Regions from separate parts of the Gossypium hirsutum genome. Here region 2 is linked to region 1. Evidence: chromatin contacts called from public Hi-C data. All regions are on one chromosome and are shown on one strand. Each heading gives the region's core, a stretch centred on a gene start, on an enhancer-like site or on the middle of the called end of the contact. The rest is flanking DNA. Distances are from core to core; before and after follow the strand shown. Region 1 has its middle 12 kb from the start of TRNAV-UAC. Region 2 holds the start of LOC107954179 (pheophorbide a oxygenase, chloroplastic).

Evidence for each region. Hi-C and Micro-C count contacts between places; a contact is called where the count stands out from the background.
Region 2: a Hi-C map of leaf shows a contact between it and region 1, with 1.7 times the contacts expected there. The contact joins the promoter of LOC107954179 here to the enhancer-like site in region 1. A contact is called at or near these places in 12 of 34 Hi-C or Micro-C datasets (anther, callus, hypocotyl and 2 more).

Annotation. Positions count from the first base shown.
Region 1 is chrD07:14,963,312-14,967,150 of Gossypium_hirsutum_v2.1, reverse strand. No RefSeq gene overlaps it. Among protein-coding and RNA genes, the nearest start is that of TRNAV-UAC, 12 kb to the right of the region's middle. Within about 2 kb of position 2,325, at least 9 of the 9 cell types and tissues checked have an H3K27ac peak or open chromatin away from gene starts, as enhancers often do. A contact at or near this core is called in hypocotyl and leaf, where this site is marked.
Region 2 is chrD07:15,000,928-15,004,328 of Gossypium_hirsutum_v2.1, reverse strand. It overlaps LOC107954179 (pheophorbide a oxygenase, chloroplastic), which reads left to right and starts at 1,507. Exons shown (of 7, transcript XM_016889667.2): 1 at 1,507-2,093; 2 at 2,340-2,575; 3 at 2,693-2,819; 4 at 3,085-3,221. The coding sequence starts at 1,671.

The sequences.
Region 1 (3,839 bases), core at 1,076-3,575:
CAAAATTTTATCAATTACCTCAAATATTCAATATATATGGTTTAATTAGTTTTTTAATCAGTTCAATCGATTTTGTTCCTAGCTGTACACTCAAAATCTAATTTAATATCTCGTGTTTGGATTAGTACACTTGCTGGTTCTTGATCCAATTGGTTGTATCAGTTGGTCCAATCTAATTTCAACAATATTATTTTAAGGAGCTTTTTTCTCTTTATGTTTTATATGAAGCCTATGAAAATAAAATTAAATTAACACATTAGGGGTGAGGGTTCGATTGAATCGAGTCGAATCGAAGTGAAAATATATTGAGTTGATGAGTCATATTTTATCATCCTAGCTCGATTTTAAATTTTGTCGAATTGAGTCAAGTGAAATAAAATTCGAGTCGAATCGAATCAAGTGAAATTATTCGAGTTAAATTAAAATCTTGTTACAGTATAACTAATTTCATGTTAGAGCACATAAATTTGAAACCATATATATTCGAAATTTTTTTCAAAGAAAAATAATAAAAAATAAGATTTAGTACGATGAACTTGAATCATTAATTAACTTATTTAGGTCTCAAAATTATTATTTTAGAAAATTTTTAAAAATTTAACTTTCTTTATATATTTTTAGAATTAAAAAAAAATAGAATTTTTCTTATAAATATTTTGAATTTTAAAAATTATTTTAATTTTTTAAATTTTGGTTGAGACACCAATTTGTTTATTTTCAAAATTGAAAGAAACAAAGCAGGTATTTACGCTAATTTATTATTCGAATTGTAAAATTCAACTCCACTCGAATTCAAAACTTGAATTACTTATTCGAGTTAACTCGAATAACTCAATTCGATTAACTCGAAATTCAAAATTTTCTTCAAATAAAATTGTTCACCCGTTAACATAAGCTTCAACTTTTCTAGTTGCCCATATATTTTTATAAATATATTATTTAAAAAAATTTTCACAGTGTCATAATTTAGTATATATAGAATGGAAGCAGTTTTATAATTTGTTTTTCAAATCTGTCAGGAAAATTTTCTTATATGTCCTAATGCGAAACTTTCACATATTAACTACAAATTACGATAGATTAAGATGAAAATATCTTTTTTAAATAAAAAAGGTCTTGCCCTCGTTTTCTCTCTTCCTTTGCTACAAGTTAGTCCTGCGTTTGTGCATGGTTTTTCTGCCGATTGTGCAAGATACTTTCATGCCTGTCCATTTATTTTGTTTAGTGATTTTGATTTGCTGTGTGGTGCGAGTGAATATGGATCCTGAATTTAAACGTTTATCCATACAAGAGAAGGTGGATGCGGAGTTGGAAATAGGGGCGGATGAGTTTCAAGTGGATGATATTGATTATGATTTGGTTATTGTGGGGAGCGAGGTATCCACTTCGTGGCTATGGAGTGAACACTGTTGTCGATTTGGAGACCCATTCAAGGAGCCAGCATAAAATAGATCAATGATAAAATGATATCTAGAGGTCCCTGGTCGTTTAACAACTGTAATTTGTTCATTCATAAGCTTGAAAAAGGGGAAGATCCAAAGAAAGTTGAGTTTTTTAGTGTTGATTTTTGGGTCCAGGTTCACAACCTGCCCACGGGTTTTGCTTCAGAGAGTTTGGCGAAAAGTCTGGGAAATGTTATGGCTGAATTCCTCGAATATGATGCTAATGGTCATCGTAATTTTATGCGAATTTGGGTTCGCCTTGATATTCAAGAACCGTTGATGAGGAAAAAGAAAATCAGGAAGCAAGGTGATGAATTTTTTGAGGTTGCGTTTATTTATGAAAGAATCCCGGTGGCTTGTTATTTGTGTGGTCGAGTTGGGCATAGTGAAACAAGTTGTCATCGTCTTTTGGACTATCTAAAGGGGCAAGCGGTGTGAGAGTGGCCGGAGGAAATAAGAGCAGAGGTCCGCCAGCAAAACAGGAATTCTTCAGCTCAATGGCGACGGGACAATTGGTCAAATTCTTTCCATAATTTTGGACCGAATTTCACGTAGGGGAGCTGAAATTTTGGGGAAATTGTAAAATAGGTGCATTTCTTTCCCAAAAAATCCGACTATTGATCCCTCTATTAATGGTGCAAAATCTGCTGCTTTTACTGCAAGGAGTGCTTCTAACTTGGTCAATGATGGGCTGGCTGCTGCTCATTTTGATGCTATTACGGGCCATTCTTTTGGTGGTGATGAAAAGGGCCTTAAAGAATCTGCTGTTTAGACATTGAAGAAACGAAAAAACAGTTACTGGGGCTGATAAGAATATTCGAATGGATGGGTCGGGTGTTTCTGATATTCAGTCAAGTGTCTCTCCCTCTACCAATGTATCATTGACTGGTCTCAATAATAAGGCCCGTTGGCAACCATGAATTGTATTGCTTGGAATTTTCAGGGTTTAGGCAACCCGAGAGCAGTTTTGTCTTTAAAAGAGATCGTCTTTTCTAATAAGCCCAATTTCAATTTTCTTGTCTCAAATGCTAGTGCATTCTAATAAAATTGAAGAGCTTCGTGTGGCTTTGCAGTATGATCATTATTTTAATGTTGATAGAATTGGACATAGCGATGGTCTTGCTTTTTTATGGAATTCTGTTGATAATGTTTCAGCTATTGGTTATTCTTCAAATCACATCGATTTAATTACTGAGAATTCTGACCATATTCATTGGTATCTTACTGGTTTTTATGGTTTTCCTGAAGCATCTAGAGAGCGTGATAGTAGGCAGTTGCTGCGATCTTTGGCTAGTCATCAATATTTTCCTTAGGTCTTCTTGGGAGATTTTAATAATTTTTAGTCTCCTGATGATAAGTATGTCGGTGGGGATTATCCGACGAATTGGTTTGATGGTTTTTGGGAACGCCTTACCGATTGTCAACTGACTGAAATTGCTTTGTCGAGTTTTGGCTTCACTTAGGGACGAGGGCACGGGACGGATGCTTTGGTCATGGAGCATTCGCTAATGTTGATTAGTTCCTCTAAGCTGTTGCGTTGTCCTCGTCATTTTCGCTTCGAAGATTCTTGAATTTCTAAATATGGTTTTATGGATGTGGTGACTGTAAGTTGGGTAGATCATTTGGCTTTGGACATTGCATCAAAAACAAAATCTTATGGTCTGAATTTAATGGATTGGAGGCGACAAGCCGGTACTAATTTTACTTCGCGCATAAAGTTGGAGGATTGTATTGATCGTCGGCGTGTTAGGTGCCCTCACGCGACAGAGATTGTTCAATGGAAATCAAATTCAATTTCTTTATTGGCACAGAAAGCGGTTTATTGGCAGCAATGTTCTAAGAATTTTTTGTATAAATATGGTGAAGCTAATTCTAGATTCTTTCATGCTCATGCTTCTAAGAGGCGAAGGGCAAATTATATTCATGGGCTTTGAGATGAAAGTGATCAATTGTCTTTTGATGCTAATGGTATGTCTGGTATTGTTTTAAGGTATTTCCAAGAGCTTTTTTTCTTTTCAAATTCTACTGCTTCTACTTATGATGCTTTTTTCGCTTTTTAGGCTACTATTTTTTATAGTTATAATACTACTCTTACCGCTCTGTTTTGTATAGATGAATTTTGGGATGCGATTATGAGCATGCATCCCCGATAAATCCTCAGGTCCAGATGGTATGAACCCAACTTTCTTTAAGAAGTGTTGGGCAATTGTTGCCAGGATGTTTTTAAGCAATGTCGTCATTGGTTAGATTCTTGTACGTTTCTTGCTTCTTTGAATGATACTAATATTGTTATGATTCCTAAGAAGGATCAACCTGATAGCATAAAAGATTTGAGGCCTATTGCGTTATGCAACGTTCTTTGTAAGACTGTTGCCAAGGTCCTTGTGAACCAGTTGA
Region 2 (3,401 bases), core at 258-2,757, 38 kb before region 1:
ATCCTTTATATTCATGTTTTGATGCTTAACAGAGCACTTGGGAGCAAAAGAAGCAAAAATCATAGCGTCAGAGAAAGTTACAGGAGCCACACAGGTTGGACTATTCCACACAGCTATGTCAATTTCGTAAAATTAAGCACCGAACAACGGAAAATCACGATTTTTAGGTTTTTCGAGCATATGACAAAAATAAGAAGATAGAAGGGAGTCGTCATAGAATATTTAAAAAAACAACTCGAAAAATACTATTGAAGCCGACTTTGAAGAGATTTCCGTCAAGATTGAAGATTTCCAATTGATTTCTTAAGAAGCCATCATGAGTTTCTTAGTTTTTTTCGATTATATTGTATTTTGGATGTTTTTATTTTCAAGCATGAACTAATTTTCTAAATTCCTAGGGGAGAAGAACCCTATGATGGACTCAGTCGTTTGATTTTGATTTTACGTAATAAATACTTAGTTTCTTGTTCTCAATTATGTGTGTTTAATTCTTGGTTTGATATTTTTAGGTTATTGATCCATATTTAATGTGCTTAAATCGGTGGTTGAATAAAACTTGTTTAAGAGTATATCTTGTGTAATTGAGTGGAGTTGAGTGGAGTTGCATGCAATCCTAGAAATAGGGTAACATAAATCTACCAGATTAGAGTCAAATCTAATAGGGGAATCCGTAATAAGAGTTAATACGATAATAGGAGTTTTAATTAGGAATAAATTTTAATTAATCAAACTAGAATCAGTTGTTCTTATGCTCAAAAGAGATATTAGTATAATTTAGAGATTTTTACAGATCAATATACTAATTAAAGAAATTGCGTAATTTAAATTGATAGTGACAAATAAAATCTAGGTGAACTCTTTCCTGTTTATTGTTTTGCTTATTGGTTGTTAATCGATTACTTTCATGATTTGTTTTTATTGTGTTAATTAATTTTAGTTTTAATCAATCACTAAAATTATTCGGTTAAATAATAGAAAGATAGTACTTAATAGTACTTTTAGTCTTTGTGGGAACAATATTTTTACTTGCCTTAGTCAAATTTTTAGTTAGTTTTGCGACACATCAATATTTGAATCAACATCCTCGTCGTTTCCATAATAACAATGATGCCAATAAAGCTAAAGCTCAATCAACATTAAATAATTATCATTAAACTTAAAATTTTATGTAAAACATGAAATAAAACAAAATATGATAAACTACAATGTAAAGGAATGGTTGTCCAAGTTCTCCACCTAGTTTTTCTTAAAATAATTATAGAAATTATTAAGAACTAACTCATTAAATTGATTAACTAAAAATATCAATTTGGTTAAGAAGATAAAAATGTGTGGTTAGGTGAAAATATATTAAGAGGGGTGAATATTTTACTGTACACAAACATAGTTGTGTGGTCGGTATGAATCCCACCGCGTCATCTAAAAAAGTCTATTACGTGTCATTATTTTAGTGGTCGGATGAGAATTGGGTAATAGGCAATAGACGGAGGATACATTTTCCGGGGACGAGCGAGTTGGATAGTTTTAGGCCTTTCTTTCGCTGTCTATTAGAAATAGAAAACTTGCACGCAAGTGTTTCTCCTCCTTCTTTTTCTTTCTTTAAAGAGAATCAAAAGGAAATTAAATAATTTTGTATGTAGAGAAAAAAGATCAGCATAGATAATTAAAAAATGGCGGTGTTTCTAGCTACCACTGTTTCTACTACTCGTATAGCCTCTTCTTTTATTGCGTCCTCACAAACAAGCAAACCCCAGGCTTTTATATCTCCAACCAAGAACAACCTCGCTCCAAGAAGAATCACAAGGCTTAAACCTCCCCACGTGGCAGCTCCATCATCAGCTGTAGCACCCTCACCGGATCAGAAACAAGACGAAGAGTATAGAGTTAGCGATGAGTTTAGTGAAGAGAGTTCAGATGCTAAGTTCTCGTGGAAAGATCATTGGTACCCGGTTTCTTTGGTTGAAGATTTGGACCCAACTTTACCAACCCCATTTCAGCTTCTGGGTCGTGATTTAGTGCTTTGGTTTGATAAATCAAAGAATCAATGGGTTGCTTTTGATGATAAGTGTCCCCATAGGCTTGCTCCTTTATCTGTATGTGCCTTCTTTCTCTCTATTCTTAAACCCTGTAAGCTCTAGTGAATATATTTTGCAGCATTTACACTTTTTTGTTTGCCCTATTGAACCTTCATTAAACATGTCACTCTGTTCAGTGCATAAGCTAAAGTTCAAATTTCCTTGGTTGCCCCTTAAATTTGGCTATTTGTATCTGCTACCAAATGAAAAAAAAATTGGGTTACTGGGTTCTGGGTTTTGATTGGTATCTTTGCAACTTTGTAGGAAGGGCGACTAGATGAAAATGGGCACTTGCAATGTTCATATCATGGATGGTCTTTTGATGGATGTGGATCATGCACTAGGATTCCTCAGGCTGCATCTCAAGGTCCTGAAGCTCGTGCTGTTCAGTCTCCAAGAGCCTGTGCTACTGTGTTTCCTACAATGGTGTCTCAAGGTTTGCTTTTCGTTTGGCCGGACGAGAACGGGCAGGAAAGAGCTAGTGCCACCAAGCCCCCAATGTAATTCACTGCATCTAATTTTAGTATATGTTTGTTGTTCAAACTACTAGGTTAAGTACTAAACCAGATGATATAGTATAATATATCTTGACGAAACATCATTGCTATGGTTTTTAGGTTACCTGATGACTTTAAAAAACCCGAGTTTGCAACCGTTAATATTCAGCGTGATCTGTTCTATGGTTATGATACCCTCATGGAGAATGTCTCTGATCCTTCCCATATTGATTTTGCTCATCACAAGGTACTTTTACAAGCTTTATTATATTTAGTTTACATACATGGTTTAGATGATATCCAAAGATCCATCATGGTATACTGATCGCTTGAAGAATCCATTACTTTTCAAGTCAAGCAACTTTTAAGATGAACCTTCCTTATAAATTTTAAGTTTTCAATAGGGCTTTAACAATGCTGTTTCAGTCCCTACTCTTAGTTTTCGAAATAAATACAAGCATCAAAATATAATTCATTTTATTGCTGATAAATCTTGTGCTTTGTCAACATAGGTTACAGGGAGGAGAGACCGAGCTAAACCTCTTCCGTTTAAGGTGGATTCTAGTGGTCCTTGGGGCTTTGGTGGATCAAATGATGATAATCCCAAGATCAGTTCTAAGTTTATAGCACCATGTTATTATATAAATAAGTAAGTCTGTCATCCTTGTTTAAAATTTAAAATTTCAGTGCATCTTAAACTACTTTTACAAATGGACCAACATGCCTTAATCCCACACTATATTTGTAGTCTGCTACAAGAACCAATACATAGAAACATTTAAGTCGGTTACATGAATCCTTATCCTCCAATCATCCCTATCCACCACCA